Regions from separate parts of the Aedes albopictus genome. Here region 1 is linked to region 2. A link is a contact called in public Hi-C data. All regions are on one chromosome and are shown on one strand. Each heading gives the region's core, a stretch centred on a gene start, on an enhancer-like site or on the middle of the called end of the contact. The rest is flanking DNA. Distances are from core to core; before and after follow the strand shown.

Region 1 (5,032 bases), core at 933-3,432, 410 kb before region 2:
TGGATTCAGAATTGGTGTCTGTTCGTTCTTATCTTCGAATTCATCGAAGAAATTGTCCAAAAACTCATCCGGGTTTTCGACTCCAATGTCCATACGGTCATTAGCATCAACAGTTGGCAACTCTTCAATCCCAGACATGTCGTGATCAGATTCCGGTGTTTCCTCTGCTGGATCTGGTTCTTTAAACACATCTAGGATATCATCAGGAATATCCATATCTCTGGAACAGTACTCATCCAGTTCGATTGGCTTTTCACTTGGTAACGCCTTAATGATCGGCACCTCCTCAACGCCAGTGCTCTGTTTAGTCCTGAGTGGAGAGCTTCTTTGGGATAATCGCTGGAACCATCTCTTGGAATCTTCCAAGTAATCTTCGTCCTCGTCGTCATCTTCGATATAGATTGGAGCATCGTCGAATACGATTGGTGTTCTTTGTGGAGAAGCATTTTCGACTTTGATTTTTGTTACCTCGGGCACAGGTTCCGGCTCTGGTTCCTCTTCTTGAGATTCCACCTCCAGTAGCTCTTTCTTCACTTGTCGGTAGTACGATTGTGTTAACGCAAGTTCGCTAAAGTCTTGTTCATCTTCCGCTTCATCACTGTCATCTAAAGTGATAGAAAGAATTGTTTTCTGAGGTCCGGATCGCTCTGGGTAGGAATATGAGTCCTGAAATAGTTCATCGATTCCATCTTTCAACTTCTCCGCTCCATTATGCTCGCTCTTACAGTCTCCATTCTGATTAATGTTGGCTTCTGCTTTATCAGCTGATTTTTTCCGATCTCGTGAGTCTGATGAACTTCGTTTATGCTTATCTCTATCTTTGTTTCTATCTTCTTCCTGTTTCTGCAAACTTTCACTTTTGACATGTCTTTCCAGTTGCCTGTTTTCCTTATTCGCATGTCCTTTGGTGAGGTCAATTTCTTCATGGAGTCGAGGCCCTTCCAACTCCTTAGCCTTCTTTTCCGTTTCCTTTAAAATGCGTTCATCCATCCGTGTCACCCGCTCTGCCGATTCCATCTCCTGTACTGCCTCTTCATCTGATGACAGATCAATCCTTTCCACAATGCGAAACAGCCGTTCATCTCTCGGAACCGGCACCGGAGCCTGGTCCTTCTGGCCTTCTTCTGCCGCCATCCGCTCCAAATCGAACACTTTGACATCTTCCGGTTCCTCATCGCTACCCAGGATCACTTCCACGTCGCCTTCGCGAACGATTCGGTTCCGATCCCTGCACACCTGGAACAACAACACATGGTTGTTTTCCCGGTAGAACGATTCATCCTGGAAGCAGGGCGTCCCGATTCCAATGAGATCACCTTCCGAGAGAATCGTCGACCCTGGGTGCTCTTTGCAGAATTTCCGATTGTTGACGTAGGTTCCAGTTGTGGACTGTAAGAAGCGTAATTCAATAGCGTTCCTCAGAGAGATGAGATTCAACGAATCTTACCGTTTCATCCGTCAGGGTAGCAACGCCGTGCTTGCTCCGAATTATACAGTGGCGCTTGGATATGTGCTGGAAATGGACCTGCAAAATATCAAAGGGTCATAAATGTTTTTGTTCCATTGTATTACATTCCCACTGGGGCAAATAATTTTACAAAGTTTTCATTAGTAAATTATATTATATAGGTAGCTTGGTTTGGCATGCACAAAGTCGAAGAAATTTCTAATCCCTCCATCCCTGACGAGCTATAAACTAGTATCCTGGCTAATCTTCCACTAACCTTATCCAGCGGAATGGCTGAGCGAACCGAACGGCTGATGTCCGTTTGCGCTTCGATGTTTACGGTCAGAAAGTCCGTCTGGTGCAGCCGCCGCAGATACCAACGGGTCGATTCTCTGCAACCGGTAACAAATTTAGCTCATCTAACAAGAACTTCTTTTCCGGAGCGCCCTAATCCTCCCCGATGTAAACAAAAGCAGATGCTCGGCATCACTTTCTTGTTCTTACCTGTAATCCATCACTAAGAACGTTTTTCTCAAATCCCTGGCTTCCTCCAGCCAGGAAGCACTAAACGGTGTCAAAAAACCAAACTTCTATCCACCAGGCTGCTGTTTTATCGAAAAATTGCAAAATTATAGATCACAAAACTAGCAAATCAGCTATTTTGATACGGAAATCACGACTGCTGCTGCTCGTTCTGACAACTGCGACGTTTTATTTGTAAAAACTGCTGATGAAGCGCAACATTCTCGTGCGATCCCCCGCTGTTGAGTGATGTTGCGCCAGTTGCGCACATAGTTCAATTGCACTAACACTATAACCATTTGATGGTGGCAAACAAACCATATTGAACACGTTCGAAGTGGTTTATTTTCAACCATACTGAAGGTTTGTGTAGGTTTGTGTTAGTGCTCGATCACAAATGGCTGTGTCCTGCGACGTAGCACACTGCAGTGCTGCCAGCATCATCGACACATTTTGCTTGTCAAAAAACGACTTCCCGATGTGGTGACATAACATAAAAACAAACTGTCCACTCGGTCAGTTCCTTTCAGCGATAACAGTTTTTATCAAAAAATACGGTAATTTCCAATATTTTACCAGAAATTTCCATACCATTCAACAAAACAAAACCCCTCTTCCAGATGTGGCCACTGCTGTCCCAGTGCAGAACGGTGCTAAGTACCGCTTTGTTGAGTTCTCTGTCCCGCACTTCAGCGAGCTTGTTTCATGTGCTTGCCGGTGGTGCCAGTGGCGGTCGGATGGGCGCCAATTCACCCCTCGCAAATCAATCCTCCAGCCGATTGCTGCTTGACCGATTGCCGAATCAGTTGCTCACTCCCGCCCTCGGTTCAATGGTCAATCCGGCCTGTGGCTTCAAAGTGAAAGGGCACCTGAAGCGGCGCTGTAAGGACTGTTTCTTTGTCGTTCGGCACCAGCGGCTGTACGTGATCTGCAAGACCCACCCCAGGCACAAGCAAATGTCGATGAAAAAACGCGAGAAGAACACATGGATACTTACGGATGCCACCCAGGGTCCGGTTCGGGCGTGGTAAATATGTATTTGTCATAATAGAGCGATTAAAAGATTTGCTAAATTTAAAGTTATAATACTGTAATATATTTTTTTCGAATAGTCCCAAGTTAAATTCGTTCAAACATTTAAATAATTTCAAAGGAATATTGTATTCTAATCAAGATGTACAAAATTGGCGCCAGCAAGTTATTCTACATATAGTATTTACAAGTCAGTATAACTATTAAGGTCGGATTTATAAGAATAACTTTCTGGACCTTATATATCTCTGTGTTAAAACCTTCATGTATGTTTGTAAGAATGATTAGTACTTTTTAGTTTTTTTTTTATTATATGGGTTAGGGGCGATTTCTTCACCCTGGCTTAAGCGTTAAGCCAGGTTTAACTGTATGGGTAAGCCTGGCTTACCGGTTAAGCCGAGGTGAAGAAATCGGCCATTAAAGACACATTTTACGGGCCCTGCATCATCATTACCAATTTTTCAAAGATGATTTTGGGCATATTTGACATTTTTATCGCATTCTACATTATTCTTGTCGTCCAAAACTGTATTCAACATGATATTAGTGTGACATTAAATATTAATTGAACGACGATTAAGATTAACATTAAAATTGTGATTTTAGGGCATTTTAGTCAATGCTGCTATATTTTAAACACCAACGCACTAATTTTTAAAAGTAAATTATTATGCAGATTTTTTAGCATACAAACATTTTTAATTTTTACAACTTTGAGGTAGGTATGGCTGGTCAAAGTATAGGCCTTTTAAGCATTGTAACGCTTTTATCATAAAAAATCAACATTTATGGTCTTTGTACTCCAAAATATCTTTCAAATGAATGAGACTAAAGAGTTATAGCTCAATATCGAGTTTTGCAACTTTTCAAAATAATGCAATTTACTAAAATTCAAATATATTGCGCTTTGTTCAACCAATTTTAAATCTTTTTCAATAAATTAAAAGCTGAATACAATACGATTCGATCATCTGAATACAGGTTTTACGTCAGATTGATGAAATTCAAGATATTGGCGAGTTTTAGGGACGATCTTCTTAAATTTTAGCAAAATTCCCAAATGTTTTTGATGAAATGTATTTTTTTTTTTTCAATATGAAAAAACAACTTAAAAATTCTTTCTCGACGTTTATTTGACATATCATATGTAGGCGAGTTACAGTAAAAATTTCAGCTCAATCGGAGCATTGATTACGGAGAATAAGATGTTTGAAGTGAGCGACTTTGCTTAAAAATAGAACTAAAATCGATTTCAAATCATCAACCTTGTATGGAAAGTCGAAAAAATTTCCGCTCTACTGTAATTTTTTTCTTTCGCGTTTTCGAACTCAGGGTATGATTCTACACCAAAAATGATCATCAGCTTACCGAGTTCAAAAATGCTGTAAACTAGTGTAATGTTTTAATGTTCCTGTAAATCGTTGACGGCGTTTCGACCATGTCGCCTGCAACAGAGGGAGAGCTGTTTGTCTTGTTATTTGCCGTCTTCGGTTGTTGTCTTCAGCAGAGTTGTTAGGTTGGTCAGACACTTACAGTTGATGAATAGTTTGATTTCAAGTTCCACCAACAGGCGGCGCTGGAGAACTTACAAATTTTAAATTTCTTATGTCTCATGATCCCAATTACTTAGAAAGGCGTTTTCTTCAGCAAAGCTGTTTGGCGAGTCAAGAACTTGATTTACCATTAGATGCGAGATTTCGCTACTAGAAGGCGCTAGTTTTTATTTTGCAAAAGCTGGAAAGTGATTAGAATTTCTCAAAAAGTATTCTACAAGCTGGAACTTTTTTTCACTTTGGACATATTTGATTCGAATTAAATGGTAATCGAAGACCAATAAATTAGTCGTAAATGTTTAAAATTTCATTTGATTCGATTCACTTAGCCCTAAGATCTCTCTCTCTCTTCGTGGCGTAACGTCCTCACTGGGACAAAGCCTGCTTCTCAGCTTAGTGTTCTATGAGCACTTCCACAGTTATTAACTGAGAGCTTCCTCTGCCAATGACCATTTTGCATGTGTATATCGTGTGGCAG
Region 2 (4,942 bases), core at 1,932-4,431:
GTCGAGACAAACATGGGCATTCAACTAGGGGGCAATTTGAAAGAAATTGCATTCGTGAGAAACGTGGCTCCTAATAAAGACATGATGCGAGTTAGCTTCTACTTGACCAAGGAAGTTTTGTGCCAAGATCGTAGCCAACTGAAACGTGCACCGTCGGAGGCGGATAGCCAACCGGATTCCAAACGAAAATGTAACAACTAAATTGACGATCAACGAAGATATCTAATAACACTTTTTTTTCCTTTTCGCATTTCAGGTCCACCAGAAGAGTCAAAAGATGGGCAAACGGAACATCAAAAATCGCAATCAACAGAAGCAGACGGCCAAAAAAGTTAAAAATGTTTTCGCCGTCAATCAGGCCAAGAAAGGAAACGTTAAGAAAGCGAAAGAAGTGACATCAAAGCTGAAAAAGGTATTTTCTTGGCGTAATGCATCTACGTTTAATAAATTTATTGACTGAATGAAACACTTCCATTCCAGATCAACGTGCAGGATAAACGTGAAAAGGCAGACAAAAAGTTCCAGGATCTTCACGCGCAGATAGTGGCGAAAAAACCGGACAAGAAGCCCCTGCCGGCGAAACCTGCATCGCAGAAAAACAAAGCTCAAACCAACACCAAACAGGTCGAAGCGGGCTTCGATAAGATGCAGGTGTAGAATGAAGGAATCCCTGCCTAATATGATAAGTATCAAGTTTATTTATCTTCCTGTACCTATTTTGCTTAAGTATATGACGGTATAATTGTTCAAACTGTGTGTTCCAAGATTCCATTTTTGGTCAAAGGTGACAGCATATTACATTTACTATGTATAAAGATATGTACTTGAATGAATATTGAATTTGGCGAACTTCACTGATCTTTAAGAAAATCATTTCAGTTTCTTAAGAATTTCCACCAGAAAATCCTCCAGATTGTTTCATACTTTTCATCTTTTCATACAAACTCTATTCTGTCTGGAATTTGAAGATTTGGAGTGAACATTCATTCTTGCCAATTTGCCAATTTTTAGCCTAATGCTACGACTACACATGGCATTAGGAAAAAATCGGAAATTGTTATTGGATTCGCGAAGATTAACACTATCAGCACAGACTATCAGGGTGGCCACGGACTCGGGAAAAAGTCGGGAATTGAAATTCATCGGGGAAAAGTCGGGAGTTTTGTTTATGATCGGGAATTTTCTATTTAATTGAACATTTCTATTCATATATATGAATTTTCTATTCAATTGAACAAAAAATGTGTATACGGTTGGTCAAACCTAGCCACACTGCTGATCAATTTGCTCAGGTTTGTGCTATATTTAATCAATTGTGTAAACATTACGTAAATCGAAGCGAGTTGGCCGTTGGGCACACGATGTTTGACCAACAGTTTGATGGCTTCAGAATAAAAAGCCAAACCTGTTTTCAGCATTTTGCTCACTTCAAATCAACTTAACCTATTCTTTTCACTAAAAGTGCCTTGAATTCCGTAAGAAATTCTGCACGGAATTTTGTCACAAATAAATTCAAATACTGCCTACAGCAAATTTCACGACGCAATTTGTTCAGAAATACTGTTCGAATATTATCAAAGAATCACGTAGAATCATTCTTCAGTTCATCGAAAATCGATGATGCTCTGGAGTAACCATGGGAAGTAGAGGGTTGATACAAAATCGAGTTGCCTGCCTTAACCCCGGAGCGGTCGCGTCGTGTACTGGGTACACGCACCATGAAAAATGCTCGCATGTGGTACACAGCGTAAGCGGGGCGTCGCTGCAGGTAGTCAAAGACGCGACTACTCGAGGGTTAATTCTAAATTATAATTCATTTATTACAAATACCAGCCTTACAGTTAAAATAAGAACTATTTGAACACACTGAAGATAACCTTTAACAATCGCGACACCACAGATAATAGACGGTACCGTCATTTCGGGTTTCCTGGAGAATATGTAGGTGTCGCAACATTTGCAGTTTTACGTTCACCTTTTTGTCGATTAGCCGACCCATCTTCCGAGCAATGTCCCCTTGTGTGACGAATTTGATATCTGCAATGGAAAAGAATGTACAAACAATGAGTTTTTTCAACACTAGTTGCTATCGGTACCAACGTTTGAATTACTTACTTGGAAATGCTGACTGCTGTTGGTTGAAAATCTTCCACAGGGCCAGGTCCTGCTGGTTCGTTACGGCTTTCTTGTTCTTGTATAGCAAGGAGTACTTCTCCTCGAAACAGGGCACGATAACCGATTGCATGAATGCCACCAGCTCGTCCAGGTTCTCGCGGCCTCGCATATACTTGGGAATTTGATCGAACTCTTCGTGGGTGATATTGAAGTTGAAATCCACAAACGACAGGCATCGAGGTTTCATTTTCGTAACGAAGGGCGATTTTTGATAATCGGCGAGAAACATTTTATCCGCGATTGTCTTTTTGGCGGAATCGACGGGGTTTGTCTGCCCGTTCTGTTCCCGCAGTACGTGCTTCCTCTGGTGATTGTCGTCCTTCAACTGTTCCATCAAATGAATAACAAGCATTTGGTTGCGCTGCATTTTCCTGACAACGTCGACATATTTCGGACCGAGTTCGCTGCGGAATTTGTCCAACGACAGTTTTGCCTTGTGGAATGCACTAGTCGTATCGAGACATTGTCTGTTCAGTTCGTTCATCTCAAGAACAATGTCGGGCTTACAGGCCTGAAGTTCGAAGAAAGTTTCTAATCGATGAAGTAGCTGCACTTGCCTTTCTAGTAGAGTTGTTATATTTTCCATTTTGTAAGCGTTACCTGATGATGAAAAAGAAAAAAAAACAAATCAGTCAAATTAACTCATTTCAATAAATAAATTAGTAAATTAGATTACCTACTATTGAATCAAACAACCTACAAACGGTCAAAACTGTGAATATGAATTCTGAGCGTTGTATATAGATGATTATTGGATTTGATATGTGTCGCGAGACACGTTCGTGCTTTCTGTTTTGATACTTTTTTGCGCTTCATAGAGTTTTTGGCTTCATGTAGCACTCATACCAACACATTAACCCAAGCACCCCAGTGTGTTGAATTTAAATGTGAGAATAAATACCTTATACGTAGATAGGGCTTTGGCCTTAGGTTTTTGGGACGAAGTAAAACAGGATGAAATAGGACTTAGGTAGGGTCTGGGACCATTCGGGCAGGGGGCCTATTTTGATTGCAATCATTAGTATCCACATCAGACCGAATATACCTCTGCGTCTCACATAGGCGTAAATGGACCAAATTCCTGGCCATAAGCAGAGCCGTAGCGTGGGGTTGGCCAGGTTGGCCCCCGCCAAGGGCGCCAACCTCAGAGGGGCGCCGAAAAGGCCTAAGGCTAGAAGGAAACTGGATGATGCTAATTATAATTATTATGTTTTATAAAGAACACTTTACCAGATGAGTTGACATTCGTGTTCAATCGGATGTTGCTTATGTTTTCTGGAATGTTGTCAAGATTTCACTGTTTATAATATTTGAGATTGATAATATATTTTTTTTTTCATTTTTCAGTATTTTCAAAAACTCAGATTCCTCTAGTTTATTCTAAGCATTTACCATGATATGAGCAGGGAGTTTATCTACTATTTTATTTTGAGAAACCATTTTCAAAATTCTAGTTTCTTTCTAAAAATTCCTAAACATTCTCACTGAGGATGGTTTGAGATTACTTCCGAGGGTTTTCTTCGCATTCATTGAAGTATTTATTTTATTCCTTTAGAAATTCAGGAAGTTAAGTAGAATGTTTTTCAGGAATAAGTCAAACGATTCCTCCTGATATTTCTCTAAAGATTTTATTAGATAATTGAACCTTAGTTATGTCAAAGTTTCAGCAAATATTCTTACAAAAAATCTTTCAGTGATAAATTTGTAAATTTTCTTGAAGGATAGCCTCAGAAATTCCTCCTACTTCTATTTCACATTTTTTTTCCTGGGTTTCTCCTGGAAAATATTAAAAAAGGTTCATTATAAATTTTCCAGAATTGTCTTCAGAAATCTTCCTAAGAAGATTCCTGCAAAAATATCTACAAGGTTAACTTTGAAACCCTTCAGTAATTTGTACAGAAAACCCTGCAGATTTCTTTCGAAATTCCTGCAGGGATTTCTTCAGCAATGCCTTTAAGCATTCGTTCAGAAATTCTTCCTGTTATTTTTTTAGAAAATATTTTATAGATTTCTTTAGTAAATAATTTGACCAAATATTTTTTCAAAAAGTGTTCTATAGATTCCTTCAGAAAAAAGGCAACGACAACATTAGAGCTTGGAAAATCTTCAAAAATTGTTCCATGTTCACTAGAGATCCAAACATTTCTGGTAGAATTTCCATGGAAAACATTTTATGAATTTCATAATAAATTGCTTCAGAAAACCGTAAATATAGAATTTCTTCAGACATCACTAGGTTTTCCGTTTGGAAATCTACCATTGATTTGTAACAAAATTTCTTTAAAGAATTCGATTGAAAGCTTCCATGGATTCCTTCAAAAATTTCTCTGGGATTTCTTCATAAAATTTTCTACGGATTTTTTGTAGAAAATCCTCAAGAGATTCTTTAAGAAACTTTTACCGGGATTCCTTCAAAAATTTCAGCAGTATTTCCGAAATTCTTCCAGGGGTTCTCCACGAATTCCTACAGGCATTCCTTCATATATTTCTTTACAAACTACTACAGAAATTCCTGTAAGAATTATTACATGAATTCCGTTGGAAATTCTTGCTGAAATGTCTCCTGGATTTTCAGATAAACCGGATATTCCAGCAGAATTCCTTCAGAGATTCCTGCATAATTTTGTTTAGTAATACCAGCAGGAATTATTGCACAGATTTCAACAAAAGCTCATATAGAAATTTCTTCGGGAATACCTCGACAGCAGAACCAGCTGTATAGCAGTTTCTTAAGCTAAACCTTGCTTTAGAGTGGTATATTGCATCC

Evidence for each region. A called contact is a pair of places that touch in the nucleus more often than the background predicts.
Region 1: a Hi-C map of whole body shows a contact between it and region 2, with 4 times the contacts expected there. The contact joins the promoter of LOC109431662 here to the promoter of LOC109431660 in region 2. A contact is called at or near these places in 2 of 3 Hi-C or Micro-C datasets (embryo and whole body).

What each region holds. Positions count from the first base shown.
Region 1 is chr2:335,367,578-335,372,609 of AalbF5, reverse strand. It overlaps LOC109431662, which reads right to left and starts at 2,182. Exons shown (of 9, transcript XM_062852560.1): 1 at 1,952-2,182; 2 at 1,725-1,839; 3 at 1,448-1,525; 4 at 1-1,389. The coding sequence starts at 1,962.
Region 2 is chr2:334,960,821-334,965,762 of AalbF5, reverse strand. It overlaps LOC109431660, which reads right to left and starts at 3,181. Exons shown (of 3, transcript XM_019707906.3): 1 at 2,876-3,181; 2 at 2,116-2,775; 3 at 1,249-2,037. The coding sequence starts at 2,761. The coding sequence ends at 1,880. LOC109431704 (tRNA (guanine(37)-N1)-methyltransferase) reads left to right here. Exons shown (of 2, transcript XR_009997858.1): 2 at 257-395.